Linked DNA regions of Mus musculus: all the other regions are linked to region 6. Evidence: chromatin contacts called from public Hi-C, HiCAR-type and HiChIP or PLAC-seq data. All regions are on one chromosome and are shown on one strand. The core of a region is the stretch at or near the end of the contact, and the rest is flanking DNA. Distances in the headings are between cores, read along the strand shown. Region 1 overlaps Nfia (nuclear factor I/A). Region 2 overlaps Nfia (nuclear factor I/A). Region 3 overlaps Nfia (nuclear factor I/A). Region 4 overlaps Nfia (nuclear factor I/A). Region 5 overlaps Nfia (nuclear factor I/A). Region 6 holds the start of 0610025J13Rik (a long non-coding RNA gene).

What was found. Hi-C and Micro-C count contacts between places; a contact is called where the count stands out from the background. HiCAR-type assays count read pairs that join an accessible place to other places. HiChIP or PLAC-seq counts read pairs in DNA pulled down with a chosen protein or histone mark.
Region 1: a contact with region 6 is called in an H3K4me3 HiChIP or PLAC-seq map of embryonic limb bud, with 5 times the contacts expected there. The contact joins the enhancer-like site here to the promoter of 0610025J13Rik in region 6. A contact is called at or near these places in 6 of 39 promoter capture datasets (the C10 cell line, cranial neural crest, embryonic stem cells and 3 more), 1 of 15 datasets of contacts at CTCF or cohesin (large pre-B cells), 3 of 484 Hi-C or Micro-C datasets (the MNK3 cell line, the P5424 cell line and cardiomyocytes) and 7 of 115 datasets of contacts at active chromatin or transcription factors (embryonic basal ganglia, embryonic forebrain, embryonic limb bud and 3 more).
Region 2: a contact with region 6 is called in a HiCAR-type map of fibro-adipogenic progenitors, with 4 times the contacts expected there. The contact joins the enhancer-like site here to the promoter of 0610025J13Rik in region 6. A contact is called at or near these places in 8 of 39 promoter capture datasets (the 3T3-L1 cell line, 3T3-L1-derived adipocytes, embryonic stem cells and 4 more), 1 of 15 datasets of contacts at CTCF or cohesin (the NIH/3T3 cell line), 1 of 484 Hi-C or Micro-C datasets (nephron progenitors) and 3 of 115 datasets of contacts at active chromatin or transcription factors (bone marrow-derived dendritic cells, fibro-adipogenic progenitors and heart atrium).
Region 3: a contact with region 6 is called in an H3K27ac HiChIP or PLAC-seq map of heart atrium, with 5 read pairs. The contact joins the enhancer-like site here to the promoter of 0610025J13Rik in region 6. A contact is called at or near these places in 9 of 39 promoter capture datasets (the 3T3-L1 cell line, 3T3-L1-derived adipocytes, the C10 cell line and 6 more), 1 of 484 Hi-C or Micro-C datasets (3T3-L1-derived adipocytes) and 4 of 115 datasets of contacts at active chromatin or transcription factors (bone marrow-derived macrophages, cardiomyocytes, embryonic limb bud and 1 more).
Region 4: a Hi-C map of cerebellar granule neurons shows a contact between it and region 6, with 2.2 times the contacts expected there. The contact joins the enhancer-like site here to the promoter of 0610025J13Rik in region 6. A contact is called at or near these places in 8 of 39 promoter capture datasets (3T3-L1-derived adipocytes, the C10 cell line, the HPC-7 cell line and 5 more), 2 of 15 datasets of contacts at CTCF or cohesin (large pre-B cells and pro-B cells), 7 of 484 Hi-C or Micro-C datasets (cerebellar granule neurons, cortical neurons, granulosa cells and 1 more), 5 of 115 datasets of contacts at active chromatin or transcription factors (embryonic limb bud, embryonic midbrain, forebrain and 2 more) and 1 of 9 other capture datasets (liver).
Region 5: an H3K27ac HiChIP or PLAC-seq map of oligodendrocyte precursor cells shows a contact between it and region 6, with 13 times the contacts expected there. The contact joins the enhancer-like site here to the promoter of 0610025J13Rik in region 6. A contact is called at or near these places in 15 of 39 promoter capture datasets (the 3T3-L1 cell line, the HPC-7 cell line, HPC-7-derived erythroid cells and 10 more), 6 of 484 Hi-C or Micro-C datasets (the AML12 cell line, Sertoli cells, cortical neurons and 2 more) and 2 of 115 datasets of contacts at active chromatin or transcription factors (neural tube and oligodendrocyte precursor cells).

What each region holds. Positions count from the first base shown.
Region 1 is chr4:97,825,861-97,828,560 of GRCm38.p6, forward strand. The region is part of intron 2 of Nfia (nuclear factor I/A); the gene reads left to right. Among named protein-coding and RNA genes, the nearest start is that of Gm19417, 42 kb to the right of the region's middle. Within about 2 kb of position 1,356, at least 37 of the 459 cell types and tissues checked have an H3K27ac peak or open chromatin away from gene starts, as enhancers often do. A contact at or near this core is called in embryonic limb bud, where this site is marked.
Region 2 is chr4:98,060,054-98,062,753 of GRCm38.p6, forward strand. All of the region lies in intron 7 of Nfia (nuclear factor I/A), which reads left to right. Among named protein-coding and RNA genes, the nearest start is that of Gm34218, 38 kb to the left of the region's middle. Within about 2 kb of position 1,253, at least 29 of the 459 cell types and tissues checked have an H3K27ac peak or open chromatin away from gene starts, as enhancers often do. A contact at or near this core is called in the NIH/3T3 cell line and fibro-adipogenic progenitors, where this site is marked.
Region 3 is chr4:97,972,972-97,975,671 of GRCm38.p6, forward strand. All of the region lies in intron 3 of Nfia (nuclear factor I/A), which reads left to right. Among named protein-coding and RNA genes, the nearest start is that of Gm40208, 36 kb to the left of the region's middle. Within about 2 kb of position 1,275, at least 26 of the 459 cell types and tissues checked have an H3K27ac peak or open chromatin away from gene starts, as enhancers often do. A contact at or near this core is called in heart atrium, where this site is marked.
Region 4 is chr4:97,878,901-97,881,600 of GRCm38.p6, forward strand. All of the region lies in intron 2 of Nfia (nuclear factor I/A), which reads left to right. Among named protein-coding and RNA genes, the nearest start is that of Gm19417, 11 kb to the left of the region's middle. Within about 2 kb of position 1,426, at least 14 of the 459 cell types and tissues checked have an H3K27ac peak or open chromatin away from gene starts, as enhancers often do. A contact at or near this core is called in cerebellar granule neurons and liver, where this site is marked.
Region 5 is chr4:98,026,340-98,029,039 of GRCm38.p6, forward strand. All of the region lies in intron 6 of Nfia (nuclear factor I/A), which reads left to right. Among named protein-coding and RNA genes, the nearest start is that of Gm34218, 4.6 kb to the left of the region's middle. Within about 2 kb of position 1,267, at least 11 of the 459 cell types and tissues checked have an H3K27ac peak or open chromatin away from gene starts, as enhancers often do. A contact at or near this core is called in oligodendrocyte precursor cells, where this site is marked.
Region 6 is chr4:98,320,098-98,322,797 of GRCm38.p6, forward strand. 0610025J13Rik (a long non-coding RNA gene) reads left to right here and starts at 1,259. Exons shown (of 3, transcript XR_376450.3): 1 at 1,259-1,410; 2 at 2,212-2,700.

The sequences.
Region 1 (2,700 bases), core at 106-2,605, 490 kb before region 6:
TGTGTGTGTGTGTGTGTGTGTGTGTGTGTGTGTGCAGAAAATCCTTTATCTCTTTGCTTCTCAATTTCTTTTCTTAGGAAAATCAGATTATTTAAATCCCATTATGCACAGCTCTCCTCTGTTCCTACTAAGCCTCTGTATTCCATGACCTCCAGCGAATCAGGAAGAAGTGGTGAGTCAGGCCTGTGAGAAAGCCTGGGCCTGCTGTTCTCTCAAGTCCCTGCTACTTCGGGTGCCTGTGAAACCCTGAGTGTGGAGCCCTGATGGTTGTTTGCCTGGTGGATGTAAATAGAACTCTCAGTGTCTTAATTATGAGCATTTTAAAGTTCTTTGATAACTCAAGTCTTACTTGTTAGTATAGTAAATCGATACGCATGTACTGATACAGAAACAAATCAAAATCAGTGTCCTGGAATTGGATATCAACATTTTAAAAGAAAGAGTATATGTATGAATGTGTGTGTGTGTACATGTGTGTGAGGAAGTGCATATGAGTGTGTGTGTGTGTGTGTGTGTGAGAGAGAGAGAGAGAGAGAGAGAGAGAGAGAGAGACAGAGAGACAGAGAGAGACAGAGAGACAGAGAGAAGATGTGTGGGTGTGTGTGATTGTATGTATGTTCGAAAACATGTTCCAAAGCTTGTCTAGAAGGGAACAAGCAGAAAAGGGCAGGCAGATAGCATGATGTTGAAAAACAACAGCAAAACCAAGAGAGTTGTTTTCCATTTTCAAAGCTCCTCAAGGTTTATGTCTATTTTCTCTCCCTGATTATATTGTGAATTAGGATTCCTAACTTAGTCTTGAGTTGAGTGGTCCCTCTTGTGAACAGTACACCTTACTGTTAGAAAGAGATGTCCCGATGAAGACTGTGGGAAGCAGAGACTTCCTAGTCTAACTACTTTCATTTGATTTTTGAGAGAACTAAGATCCAACTAGCCTGCAACAGGGACCCTGTGAAAGATCAGGCCCCAACAGTCAGCATTCCTCCAGGGTCAGCTTTATTAAAATGAAAAACAATATTTTAAATCAACTTCAGGAATCTTACCAAGATTTTGTTTATGTTGACCTACCCAGCATTACACTAGCCAATGGCAGGTTCCAGTTAGTACCAAGTGCTACCCACATACTGTTCTTAGCTGGCTATATCCATGGATCACAGCTTTCTAATCTGTTTATAAAAATATAATCATACTCCTCTGATTAAAATTTGAAAGAATACCACAGCTACCACCCTTACTGTGCCTAGGTGGCTTAGGATACAGGCTTCTTGTTGAGAGAGTTGTTCCTCTTAGGCCCAGAGAGAACACAGCCTACAATATGCCTCCGTTGTCTCTGCATTCTTTCTGGAAACCTGACCTTCCTTCTGTCTGCTCTGTACAGATAGGCTAGGCGAAGTTATGTTAAACATGTACTGAGGCTTGATTCACTGCACTGCAGCCTGGCTTTCTCTCTTGATTAGCTTTAATCAAACCCTCCACATTCCATGACCTTAATAAAGCTGTTTTTCCTGACAACTGAAGGCGGTCTTAACAAGCACAGGTCCTCTGTGTTGAAAATAAGGCTGAGTTAAGATGGGGGCTTAGGTCCTCATTAAAGTCCACAGCATGGAGTGCAGGGGAACGATGAAGCGGTGTTCCCGAAGCATCTCTTCTTTAAATTTAATTAGACAAATTATACGCAAACTAGTAGATGCCCTGGGAATGCAATCAACATTAAGGCTAATAAAAAGCTTGAACAGGCCATAAAGACTGGGGGAGGGGAGGCACCATGCGACCTCTGACATGGGCAGTGAGTGACAGCATCGGTCACTAAACCCTGACACCGGATGGATGCCAGTGTAGATGTTGTGATACGCTTGTGAGTGCAGAAATATCTATCATACTTAATGTCTCAGCCTTTGGCACGTTAGCACTTCTGCAGGGGGCATTTCATGGATCTTCCTCTCAGTGATAACTATGGCCTTGCAGTGGAGTTTTGAGAGACCTGGGTTCAAATTCTAGCAAGTTGCCTGTTAGATGTCTTCTTTAGTGGTTTATTTGACCCCCGTAAAGGAAAGTTTCATCGTCTATCCACAGAGAGTAAATTCTCTTCTTGGAGAGTCTTTATGGAAATGATGTAGACGTGTAAAGGAAGAATGTTTGGCACAGTGTTGGGTGCTTGACAGTGCTGTGCCTGAACATCAGAAGTAGGGCCTATGAAGGAGGAACTCCATCTAGCTAACAAGGTGCGTGTGTGTGTGTGTGTGTGTGTGTGTGTGTGTGTTTTGAGTTGGTGGTAGCATTGTTTTAGTTGTGGTTCTGGGATTGAGGTGAGAGTCTTGAGCAAAGGAGGCTAAAGGCTGAACTACACCCCCATCACTGAACTAAACTACATCCAGGCCTAAGAGCTGTTTTAAGTAAGCTGGCTTCTAATTGTGTGAGAGTTGGGTTATAAATGCCAACATTGTATCTTGTAGATGGATATGACTTTAAGGGAGAAGACTAGAGGACTGAATTGCAAACTGTTTTGAAAAAAAGGGTGACTTGACTAGACACTACGTTATTGGGAGTTTCCGGGTGGCAAAGTTTGAAACATTTATTGTACTCTGCATTAAGCATCTTGCCTACCTTCTTGCTTCATTTAATATTGATAACAGCACTTCTGTAGGTACTGTTGGGCCAATTTTAAAGGGAAGGAAAAAGTTTAAGGAGTATTAAGCAAAT
Region 2 (2,700 bases), core at 3-2,502, 260 kb before region 6:
CCAGCAAGATTTTGCTGAAGGGATCCTGTCTCATGTGAGGCTATGCCAGTGCCTGGCAAACACAGAAGTGGATGCTCACAGTCAACTATTGGATGGAACACAGGGCTCCCAATGGAGGAGCTAGAGAAAGTACCCAAGGAGCTGAAGGGGTCTGCAACCCTATAGGTGGAACAACAATATGAACTAACCAGTACCTCCAGAGCTCGTATCTCTAGGTGCATATGTAGCAGAAGATGGCCTAGTCGGCCATCATTGGGAAGAGAGGCCCCTAGGTCTTGCAAACTTTATATGCCTCAGTACAGGGGAAACACCAGGGCCAAGAAGTGAGAGTGGGTGGGTAGGGGATCAGGGGAGAGGGGGGAGGGTATAGGGGACTTTCGGGATAGCATTTGAAATGTAAATGAAGTAAATACCTAATAAAAAATTGGAGGAAAAAATGAAAGTCTAAATTTACACTGCTAATCATTTTCTTTTACATCTTTAATAAAATAAGTTCAATGGTATTTATTAACAACTAATGGAGAGAGCGCATGGTACGGGTGAATTATTTCTTCTGTCATGTTTCTTTAACTTTTATCTACTTATTCTTTGCTCAAACCTGTGTTTTTCCTTGGGCAGCATACTCTTTGATGGCTACCACTATTTCTTATCTAAAAGCCATTTATCACTTTCTGGGAGGCCATGAGGCAAAGCCACTTGATCCTCAAGGTCATTCTCAGGGGACTCTGGACAGTGGAGTGGTCACCTTTGTGTTTGAGGTGCTGCAACAGTTGAGTCTAAAATTTTGTTCAGCTCAGTGCATTCCTATTCTTGTTTGAGAAATACCACCTACCTACAATGCTAACTAGAAATGATTCTGTCAGAAACAGGTCTCTCTGGTCAGCGTTTCTTGCTACCAGTGAAAACAACTGAATCTGTGCTGGAAGAAAGAAAAAAAAAGATTCCTTTCATTCTTTAAATCCAGCAGCACAATTTGTAGGGGAAGAGCAAACCAGGAGCTTTTAACTCTTTAGCTTCTGAGTTTTCACTCAGATACCATAATGGATTCTAAACATGTATCTCATTCTATGCAGTCTTAACTTAGAACCAATTTTTCACCATGCTCTCTGGCTCTTCATCAGGGGGCAAAAACATATTTTTGTCCTTGGAAAGTTTTATGCTTGTTTTTTCTTAATTTTTAAACTCCTTTACTCAGCCATTTATTGTGCAATCACCAAATATATCTCAAGTGTCAGGCTCCGTTCTGAGTCTATCACAGTGAGTGTGACTAAGTGGATAGGAATCTGCTCTACCAAGACAAGATTGTGTAGAAGAGTAAGTGAAGAGTCTAGAAAATTCTGATTTCAGTCATTGTTTGTGATGTCCTCAGTTGAATGACTAAGGGTAAAACTTTACCTAGGTTATCCCAACTTGGTTTCTTCAACCCAGAGTGGAAGCCTGTGAATTTTTTTTCTTTCTTTTTTTTTTTCTTTTTCAAGACAGAGTTTCTCTGTGTAGCCCTGGCTGTCCTGGAACTAACTCTGTAGACCAGGCTGGCCTTGAACTCAGAAATCCGCCTGCCTCTGCCTCCCTAGTGCTGGGATTAAAGGCATGCGCCACCACTGCCCGCGAGCCTGTGAATTTTTATTAAATGAATTCAAGTGGCCTGAAAGCAATGGTTCTGCCTAATTATCTGCAAGACCTGGGTTGGAGTCCTGCTTCTGCTCCAGCCTGCATTTTTACTCTAGGATCTACGAGGATTGCTCAACAATTGTCCACAAAACCATAGACCCTTACGCTATTAGTTAAAAAAATACTGTAATCCTAAGGAGGCCCCCATATCAGTAGGCATCTCAATCATTCCAATGGGATGGTGAGAGAAAGGCAGAGAGAACAGACTGAACTTTGGCTTCTCTTCCATGTTATGCATCACTCTTGGTATTCAGAAAGATAGAGTCCCTAAAACTGTGGACATGTCTAGGTTTTTCCGTGTAGGAGCTCCTGCAGCGTAAAGATTTAAATTACAAAAGGAGGGAAGGGAAAACCATATGGATCCCTGTCTGGAGTCTTTTCTGCCCTGACTTGACTTGGGATGAGTGTTGTCAGTCCTTCACGTGCGGCCATTAGCCTCTGGCGGGTCTTGGCTGTCGTCCTTCCAATTCAAGAACAAAAGCATTCCTGGAAAAAAAATTATTATGCATCTCACATAAGCTTTTTTTATCTAATGTAATCTTGTATAAATGATAATTATCAGGGTTCAAGTATAAAGGAGTCGTCGTCGTCGTCTGACTCTGTTATCAGATTTATGGAGAGAAGCAGCCTCTCACAACATCCCTGCCTGCTCAGCCTGTGGCTGCCTTGGCTTTGAAAGGGCAACAGAGAAAAATGCAACCTGAACCTTCCACTGTAAAGTACAGCATCCAAATTGCATGGGTTCATTAAGTGATCATTTACTACGGACTTCAGAAAAAAAAAAAAAAAAGCTCTAGTCCTGAATTAGTCCCTAGAAATTTCCTTGAAAGGAGTATAAGAGCTTTAACAATGAATTATTATCTATGGAGAGCTCAGCATGAAAGGGGATCCATATGTGCAAAGTAGAATTTGTCAAATGTAATGTCGGTTAAATCAGGTCTAATCTACCAAATACATTTTTTATTGCTTGCTTCATTAAAAAGGCTCTTAAGGTAATGAATAATCTTCATCTTCAACAAGGATTATTAA
Region 3 (2,700 bases), core at 25-2,524, 350 kb before region 6:
CTATGATACTGGGGAAGCAAATTGTCTTTTCTAATCCATGGTGACTCTTCCATAGTTGTAGACAGAAAAACGGTGCCAATCACATAGCTGTCAAGCATTCTAAATTTAATAACACCAAAAAAAGTTTCCAGCATATAGCTAGTGCTTAAAAACAATAAATAATTACAAAAAAAGAGAAGAAGAAACAGCTGGGGCTTTGGAGATGCCTTATTCCATACTTAAGCATGGGGAACTCAGGTTGCACCCCAAGCTCCCACCTAAAGGACAGGTTTAATGATGCATGACTGTAGCTCCAGCGCTCTAGTCTCTGGAAGCTACTGAACAGCTGCTCTAACCAAATTAGTGAGCTCCAGGAATGGTGAGAGCATGTGTCTCCAAAAATAAGGTGAACAGTCATGCATGTGAGCCTGTGTGCATACATATACCATGCGCATATACATGTACATACATGCAAATGGACATATTTTGATACCTAAGTACCATCTGAAATAAATTAATTTTAATTATTGACTTGAAGGTTCTTTTTGCCATCTCTCGAAGATAATTTTTAATCCCTGGAGCCTACCAGATGGAAGGAGAGAACCAGTTTGCCAAAGTTGTCCTCTGACCTCCACAAGTGCACCATACCATGCACCCCTGTGCTCTCCTGGACACATGTATAACTAAATGTAATAATAAAGTGACGTAATTATCCATCCTGTTGTTAGGATGGCAGAGCACTCTGCACTGCTTAGCATTTGCTCCATGGCAGCCAGTAAGCTTGTAGAAGCTCACAGGCAGTGGTTCTTTTTGACTTAGTGTAGCTGCTAAAGCCTCTCTCAATTGTTGATGCTATAAAAACTAAAGAGTCTAATGTTTCCTCAAGTCACTGTAGTGACAGTGACAGTGGTCTTGATCTTCACACTGGTTCATATTTTTACCTCCCTTTCCCATCTTTTGAACTTTCTTTTGATGTTTGTGAAGACTCACATGTCTGAAAACTTAGTCTATCTTCAAATATGAGACAAGAATGTTAACCAATGTTTGCCAAAAAAAAAAAAGTCACTACCTCTTTAAATTTTTTACTTAATTTAATCTCGGTGCCTCTAAAAGAAAAGCTTTCACTTAAAGTCCAGCCTTTCAGAAAAGCATTCTTGTTCATGGGAAATCTTAATGGAGAAAACTGTAGATAATGAATTTAAGGAAAATATCTGGCAACACAGGCTTATGCAAGTCTGAAGTGCCTGGTGAAATCTCAGACAGTCCAAATGGAAAATTACTCAGCCTGTTTCCTCAAGATAGACTTGTTTGTACAGCGACTCAAAGTTTAGGTGGCAGAACGGTAGATACACATGCTGTTCTTATGAGCTGTGTTTTTAACCTCCTCTTAGTTTGGAACGTAAGCTGGTTAATGTCTTCATTTGTGCTTCCTGGATTATGAGAATGGTGCAGTTCTATTGGACTCAGAAAGTCGAGAGCCTCCCCGAAGAATCTCTCTTACCCCTTAGACTTTAAGTATTGCCTCATAGGAAGAGTGCTCTTAAAGAAAATATTGAGTCTCGTCCTTTTAAGATCAAAGCTTTCAAACATTTTAGGATTCCCATGTAGCTCCAAACTGAGCAGAGTACACATCAGGTCTCTGAGGCTGCAAAACCCTCTGGTCTGAAGAAGCAAAAAGCAAATGAATTAAGAATAGGAGTTCATACATTGCAGGGAGGCTGCGGATATAGCTCAGTGGAAGAGTGCTTACTTAAATGTTTTTGGTCTTGGGCTCAGTCTCCAGCAACACACACACACGTGCATGTGGGCACATACACACATGCACACACCTACCTACCTACCTTTATTTCCACAGTTGTGAACCCACTTACTGATGAGATACAATTCATCCTTAAGACCATATTTTATATACTGTGGACAATAGCCATAATATATACAATTTATGTTGTACTTTTGGTTTCCCCTGAGTATAACAAGTTAATATTCAAACATGCTACTTAAAATAGATAAGATTTATATTGTAATTTTGTGTTCTTCTGAGGATAACAAGTTGATATTTAAACATACTACATCACTTATGTGTAAGAATTAACCGTATGTAATTTTTTAAAATTGACACAAGTCTGAAAGTTTTAAGAACATGGCCATTTACAAATTAGATTCCAAAAGTACTCATTGATTAATAAGAATAATAGAAAATGCCTTAAAACTTGACCATTTCTGAATGTATACTGTCAGAGAGTCATTGAATCCATTAAGACTATTTTGTATAATGAGCAATCCAGTGCTTTCTCATGAAGGTGTATTACTAAAATAGCTTTTCTAATCAATCTTACATACACACAGAAGATAGAACACATACAATATATATGTATATACATATATCTTGCATATTCTAAATATATGTATATGCTCCAATCTTCACTTTTGCAAAGATCAGTGGCTCACAAATCTATGTAGAGTAAAATGGGAAACGAGGTAAAACAAAAATTGACAAACTAATTTAAGTAGATGAGTAAAATCAGAGAAGGCGCTGGAACAAAAACCTCTGCTATGTAGTACATGATTAATTACATTAAGCTATACGTTTGGTTCTGAATTTCCTGGCAGCCAAAGGAAAAAGAGAAACATACATGATTAATTATGTGCTTCTATTACCCGTGAGAAAATAAACACCAGTACATCAGGGACGGAAGCTTTCGCTGGCACTCCATTCCAGTA
Region 4 (2,700 bases), core at 176-2,675, 440 kb before region 6:
ATTATCTAGTGAATTCCTGTGTCATGGCTGTGAACCACTTATTCAAGGTAAAGGAATCCTCAATGGAAGACATTAAAAGATGGCTTGAGATGAACGTGCAGTGTGTCTGGAGTTGGACAGATGCTTGCATGTGGCTTCTCTGCTGTTCTTACAGGAGCATCTAGCCATACTTCTCAGGGAGAACTGCTCTGAAAGGTAGAGGAGATAACCAGAGGTCATGCTCTTTGCACCAACCTGCTTTGTACTTAAGGATAACTATATACACATGCATATTTGCTTTCCAAACCAGTTACTGGGCTTACAGCTGAGGGGAGTGTGTGTGTGTGTCTGTGTGTGTGTGTCTGTGTGTGTGTGTGTGTCGGTGTGTGTGTGTGTGTGTGTGTGTGTGTATTTGGTTGTCTGTGTTGTCCAGCAATGTTGTCTAAAACATGAAATTTCTAATGTTTATCTTCAGTATGTTTTGCTTCTTTTCAGAGCTTAACTTCAAGTAGAATGTGTTGTGACTCTATTTTCTGCCTCTTTATAACAATACTGATAGGAAAAATAAAGTAAAATAGATTGCACTGCTTATAACTGGGGCAGGAGGTGAGGGAAAGCAGCACAATTCTTGCTTTTAATCCTGTTGGTCTATATTGAATTTCTGCTCCAGTGATAAGTCTATCTTAAATTCACTCAGAGATTTGGACTGCAGGAGAGCCTGGGGAGCTGCTAATATTTAGAGTATTCCAGAAGCATTGCATGGCTTGATGGTTAGAAACTCAAATTTCCAGAAACAGAGGACCAGCATGGCCTATTCACTACAGTAGTCCTGTGCCATCAAAGACAACACGGCAGGAATCCATTATGTAGAAAAGGACCCAAAGAGTTAGTGGCACTGTTAATACTGCACAGTGTGGCCGAGACGCTCCTGGTGGTTCTAGGCTTGCCTGGAAACAGCACACCCAAACCCTTCCCACTTTACACACAGTAAATAGTCGGACAGGAACAGGCAGAGGGGCATGGGAGAACTCCAAGGCAATTCATTAACCCATTTCGAGACATTCTCAGGCAGCTTACTGAGCTTCAGAGGTCAAACTGACCACTAATAATTCATCACAGAGGAGAAATTCTGAGAAGAAAAAGTTAACAAACTTTTTAATACTTAACGAGTTGTCTTAAAAATGTTTTAGTTCCGTACCTCACTCACCTGATTCACTGACGTGTGCCGCCTACTTTTAAATCACATTTGGCAGTATAAAAAGAGCCGTATTCCTTTACACTTTGGAACAGGTAACAGAGGTTGTTTGTTTGTTTGTTTGTTTGTTTGTTTCTCCTTGTGCCACAGAGAGCACATGCTGCAGGGACTAGCATGAGACTCCCAGGGCCACCAAAGGTCAATGGCTGTGCTGTTATGAACACGGTCCAGCCTGGACTCTGATCCTGGGATCAGGTTTTAATCTTGTTCATTTCTTCTCATCTTTGTTCCTGCGTATGTCTGAGCTGCAGCGGTGGCCCTCTACACACAGTGTCTGTAAATGGCAGAATGGCCGTGCAGGGTAGCAGGGGATGTTGGCAGCACACTTTCCAGGCACCTAGCGCACAAGCAGAGAACTTCGCTTCTGCCAACTGTGACTTCAGAACCCAGGTCTGTTCCTGAACCTGGACACCCAGCTGTCAGCATGTTGCCATATGTCACCAGCACATGGCACCCTAATTAAAATTTCAAATTGCATGCATTTGTGTTTGCTGGCTGGCTTGCTTCAAAGGCAGGGACCTCACCACCCCAGAATCTCCTTGCTTCTCTCTGAAGTATTATTGCCCGCCATGCTTAGGAATGGGTTGGAAAACGGCCTTTCCCAGGGAGGAGAAAAACACTACTCTCAAATTCTCTCACCTCCTCTTTGGAAGTAAAACTACTTACTATCTTAAGGAAGGAGGGTGGGTGTGAAGATTCATGGCTGGTGCCCTTGACTAGGATTCTGACAAGCAGCCATGTGGCTCCTGGTCCCATTCCATTCTGGCTCACACACATTACTCCAGTCTGGGCTCTGTCTTCTCAGCTGAAAAGTGACTATTACTGCCCCTTAAGCATAGTATACAAAAAAGGGGTTTAATTTGAGATGTAGTTGTGTTTTAAGAGGAGACAGCCTGAAGGTGTGTCTCTTCCTGCCCTCTCTTTTAGTGCACACCTACTATTAGATGTTTAAATTGGAAATTTTATAAAGGAATTCAATTGAGGCCTTAGAGAAAATACCAGGAAAAGAACCCCAAAGAAATAGATTTCTGTATACAAATCCAGGAAGATACGTTGTGGGTTGCCAGGATCCTCTGTAAATTGTTATCAGTTATTGAATACTTGTAGAACGCTAAGGAAAATTCAGAGAAGTGTGACTGTGAGCAGGTCCCATTCAGTTCTTAGCCTCCACTGTTGCACATGGCTGCCTATAGCCTCATTTGAGACATGAGCATTCTGTGGCTGACTTGAAGCAGAATTTTCTGAGCAATATTTAGCATAGAGCAAAATGAAATTTGAACCCACATCTGTCTGATTAAAGCTTGCACCTCATATTATTTGCCTCATGGGAAAAGGATGCTAAGTGTTTTGTTTGTGTGTGTGTGTGTGTGTGTGTGTGTGTGTGTGTCTATTTAGTTTTTTGCTTGTTTTAATCATAGCTTCTAAGACAGGTGATGTCTTCCCTAAATATGTATTTTTGTATGGAA
Region 5 (2,700 bases), core at 17-2,516, 290 kb before region 6:
TTTAAAAAGTAGCCAGTAAGCTGGGTTCAGGTTAGAATCCAGCTGAGAAACATTCCCCAACTTGAAAAGTCTAGCCTTCCAACCATTAGAACAAATAAATTGAGAATGCCTTTATCCATATTTCTTCTCAGTATGAGCAGTTCTATGGCTGTCCTGTGAACCTCCCTTAGGTTCTCTGTGTCCCAAAAATAGAGGACTCTGCAGGCTGTCTGCTTGCACAGCCTCAAGATTTGAGGCTGCCCTGCACTGAGTGTGTCACTCAATGCCAGCAGATCTGAAGGAAATCTAATAAGAAACTTTAACTCTTATCCATGGAACCTAGTACTATGTTTAGATGTAGGATTAAAAAGCCACTTAAAACTTTATGTCACTATGTGCCGTGGCATATGTGAGTCCTCCACTTGAAAGGTAGAAGCAGAAGGGTCAGGAGCATCCTTCTACTTGGCTACGCAGTGAATCCAAGACCAGCATGTGCTAGATGAAACTCTATCAAAAAGCACACAAACAATCTAACATGAACTGTTTGAATGTTCTCCTATAGCAAACCATTCAAAATTCTAATGCACTAAATTGTGTGTGTGTTATATGTATGTTATATACATTATAAAACTATTAATAAGCAATTGTGCCAGTCAAAGTGATGTAAACTCCAAACAATTAAGTGCAATACTTGGAGTCAAAATTGAGTAAGTAATACATTTAATTGCAATTATTTTTAAAATGCTATCAGAGATAAACTTCTTTCAGGGATAAACTTATTTCCAGGTTAAGTTGATTTTATTTTTAAAAGTCTCAAGAATTTCCTCTTATAAAAAGTTAGTAAGTAGGTAAATACATTATTATGTGTTTTAAAAGCATCTATGGAGGACTATTTTGACAGTTTACAGGTGACCCCAGATTTGCAGAACGAGGCCTTGATAGCTATAAGCACAGTTGAATTCTGAAAGTAGCATTGGCTCATCTCAGCTCTGTAAATCATGTATTAGAAGCTAGGCATGGTGGTGCATATCAGTAATTTCAACATCTGGGACACTGAGGCAGGATGCTTAAAAGTGCTAGGCCAGCCTGGGCTACCTAATGAAACCCTGTCAAAAATCCCATGTTGCGATTGTTCAGTTTCCCACACCTGCCAATCCTGATTTGACTGCCAGTAGCCACTCTTTGGTTTCCAGAGTAGTAGAAGTTTACCAATGCTTACTTGTAGCTGAGGCATCTAAGAGGCCCTTTATAGGGGCTGGTAGAAAGGCTTCAGACTGGTGACAATAGTCCATTGATCACAGGCACTCTGCAGCACTAGCATAAATTAGGGGAAATGATTAAATCTCCCACAATCCCCTGCAGTAATGGAAATAGTCACCGTTACAGAACACTGCCGTGGGATCAATGCCTTGGCTTTTCTTCTACATTTAGGAACAGTGGGAAAGCATCATTTGTGACAGCGTTCTCCCACCATTATCTCCTTAGTATTGGCACCTGCTCATTAGAGAATGATGTGCCAGAGAGCACCAGTAGAGTAACAAGGGTCTGTTCTTAATGACCCTTACCAGAGAAATTTCACCTAAATAAAGCATTACAACAGAAAAGCTCCATTACAAAATGAGTACTCTCATCACCCTTCAAGAATTTCCCTACCTTTCCATCAGGGCTCATTTCCTAATGTCAGAAAATGCTCTAAGCCAACCCTTTCTATTAAACTCTAAAAGGCTATACAGAAGAAAGATGTCTTTGCACATACACATACATGCTGTATTGTGGGCCACATACATATATGACAAAGAGTGGTCCACAAAATTGCTGGTTATTTGGTTTTTTTTCTCCCAAAGCTTGTTACAGTACCTGATAATATGACAGACATTCAATCAATATTTGTTGAATAAATAGATATGAAGCTGGCGACCACATGTGTCCTATCATGTCCTTTGAATCCGATCAAACACTTTGACATCAGAGTGCTGAGTGCCTGCCTCTGATGAAGGAAGGAGAGGAGCCTCTTTGGCCTTGGAGAACCCAGGTGCACAATTTTGTAAATACAGAAACTCCCAAGAAAATTAATGCTGCATTTCAGTTGGTCTTGTGTAGATAATAAATTACCCAAATCAACAAATCCTTTAATTTCATGCTTAAAAATGGGGTTATATAAATATTCTAGGATAGAATAAAGACAGAGCCAGCACTGATTGGTGAGGCTCACTGTGAACTCTTCTCACCCTTTTCCTGTCACCATGCCCAGGTACTAGTGGCTCAATGTGGCCCAGACTTAGCCTAGGGAAAGGGGGAGCATTAAAGGAAACTCCACTCTGACCACAGCAGCCTTTGAAGGCTTGTCGGAGAGGAGAATGATAAGAGAAAGATTAAATACTTTTTTAAAACAAGGAAGTAGACATTAAGAGTTAAAAACCTTTTTAAAATCTCGTCTCCTGCCATAATCAAACCTGCAATCTTTGTAAACTGCTCCGGATTTTCATTTCCTGGGAGAACATCAAACAATGACAGGAAGAAAACAAAAGCTACCATTGATTGACTTTCCACCATGTGCAAAGTACTTTGTCTGTCATTATCTATTGGATGCCTTCTGTATACATGAAGTATACTTAATAAGCTGTAGACCTTCAGTGAAATAGTGTGTATGTCTTTTGGTGAATACTTGAAAAACTTTGAAGTGTTACGAGAAGTTTGATACTATGAAATTTGATGGCAAAC
Region 6 (2,700 bases), core at 9-2,508:
ATTAGAGCCCACGCAGATGCCTGAAACCTTCTCGGGTCGCAGGTCTTCCTTGAGTGCTGCTCCTGTGCACACGCTGGGGTACAGGAGTTTTCATCTGTGTGCTCATCAAACCTTCATTAGTAGAAGACTCTCCCTGAACTATGGAAAAGTCACGTGTGAACACAACCTTAAGTTTTTCCTTTCCACTCTGCAGACATACTTAGAGATGCCTGCCAATGGAGCAAGAACTGGAGAAAAACAAGCTGGCCCTTTGGGATCATTTAAGAACCAGGTGTGTTTCCTTATCATCACATAGAGTTTCCCGGGCATCTTTGGTGTGCAGGCTAGGAGATAAATAAAGATACATTCCTGGCCTGAGCAAAGAATATATTCTCTCAGGGGATAAAGGGGAGGAAGGGAGAGAAGGGGGAAGAGAAAGGAAAGGAGAGTGGAGATTGGGGGAAGGAGAGAGAGGAAAAGAGAGGGAGGTAGGGAGTGGAGAGGAGGGGTGGAGAAAGGGAGAGGGAGGAAGGGAGAGGGAGAGAGAGATCAGCACAGCACAGCACAGCACAGCAGGTATGTCAAGCAACTTTGTCCCATTTAACTTAAGGCAGGATTACTGACTACAGAGGTACCCAAGCACAGGCACAGCCATGAAAGACTGGAGAGGGTGTGTTTGAAAGACGTCTTTAAAGAGACCAAACGTTTGCTAATCAGAGAAGAGGAGGAGGAGGAATTCTAAGAGCGGGCAACAGCCCTGGGAAAAGCAGAGAGGTAGCTGGGTACTGAGGGTCAAGCCCCCAGGGAAGAGCAGAAGGTCCTGAATCCAGGCTGGGAACGAAAATGTGACTTCCGGTTCTCTTCTGGAACCTGTTAAACTCTTACCAGTGTGCAGAGGATACTCAACACCTGCCCTAGAAAGTTCTAGTTTTGAGACTCAAATACAGATAAACAAGGGATCCCTAACTGCAACCATGGTCTCATGAGCTCTGTGTTTATCTCCTGGGGTTGGGAGCACCTCTCTCTCCAGATCCATTGCAAGTGGGCACTTGACCACTCCTAGAACTCAGATCTTCTAGAGGGCCCAAAAGATGTGGCAATGGGTTCTTGTGGGCTGGTGAGTGCCGACAAGAGAAGGACTGTAGAATTTAATCTCAGTCGGCAAAGCAGTACCATTGCTCTGGTGTGACAGTGACCTCCACCAGAAAACAAAGAACGAAAGCGTGTGTGTGTGTGTGTGTGTGTGTGTGTGTGTGTGTGTGTGTGTGTGTGTGTACGTGTGCGTGTCCTTTAATTTTTAATAGCTATTCAGACAGTCCTTGGAGAGGGAATTGGCAGGTTCAGCGGGAGGCTACTCCCCCACCTGTCTCCAGGCACTGCAGACACAGCTGCTGCGGAAGGAGACAGTCAAAGCTTCCAAGGAAAGAAATGGTGCGGAGAGCTGGGGGTGGGAGGAGGGCGCCTTTCACACAAGCCCACTGGGGACTGGGCCTGTCTAGCAACTGCAAAAACAAGCCAAGAGGACACAGTCGGGCTCTATACAACTTCATGTTAAGTAAAATCCATTCAAGAGCCAGCTCAAGAGCCGCTTCAAAATCATTGGGGTTTTTTTTGTTTTGGTTTGGTTTTTGTTTTTTAATGGGAGAGCAAGGTAACCAGAGCTTTGGTGAGGCCATGGTCAGGTTTTGCTGCTTGAATCAAGAGGAGCCCTGAGGATTTACGCGCTGTCCTAAGACTTGAAACCGAGTACACAAGACACAAAACTTCCCCGTACAGTGCCTAGCAATGTCTTTATCTGTACTCCCCTAGGCTGAAAGGACACACAAGGTTGGGTTAAAGTTCAACTCCCAAAGAAAAGGAGGAAGGGGGGTTGGGGGGAGGACAGAACGAGAGAAACAGCGGAGTCTAAGAGACGGGGAGGAGGAAAGACTGGGGTGGGGACGACAGAGAGAATAGCAGCCCGGGCCAGATTTCAACTGTCCTGATGCAAATGTTAGCAATTCTACGGTGGCCGGGGGCTCGCTGCTCCCCCAAAGTAAAGCAGCAATTAGAAAAGGGGAAGAGGCCGTTTTAGAAGATGAAAACTAAAGCAAGGAGGTATTTTTGGTATCGTTTTAATCACAAAATAGCATGAATGTGGTCTGTGCCTGCGTGCTACACAAACGTCGATTTCAATACAACTGAACGCTAGTTTGAAAATTTCCATTTTTGTAATTTGCTTCCCTTTGTTAGGCCAAGATTTGAGAGAAACCTGGCAGCGTCCCCAAGCCTGGCACGGGATCGCCTCAGACGCACTCGGCTGCTCCGGAGGCGGAGCGCGAAGCATCGGACCCGGCGGGCGGAGCCAAGCCAGCGGGGCGCAGCGCAACGCCTTCCGCCAGGGCGTCTGCCGCCACCTACCGGCGACCAGGCAAGCGTCAGTGCGACCCCAAAGCAAGCTGCTGTGAGCTGGCTGGACCTGGTCCCAGCCACTAGCAACAGCATTTCCAACAAAGGCCACCCGTCTTAGCCTACCCAGCTCAGAAACTCCTGTCTAAGTGCTCTGCCCTAGGAGTTGATCTAACTGCTTTATGTAAACCCAACCTGAGGACGAAGGCAGTCTGTGATCCCAGTATACGCTCAGCGAAGAGTGTGTGCTCCCACAACAGTAGCGTGAATGAACATATGAATGAATGAACCAACCTATTTAAAAAAAACAACAACAACAACAACTTTCAGATA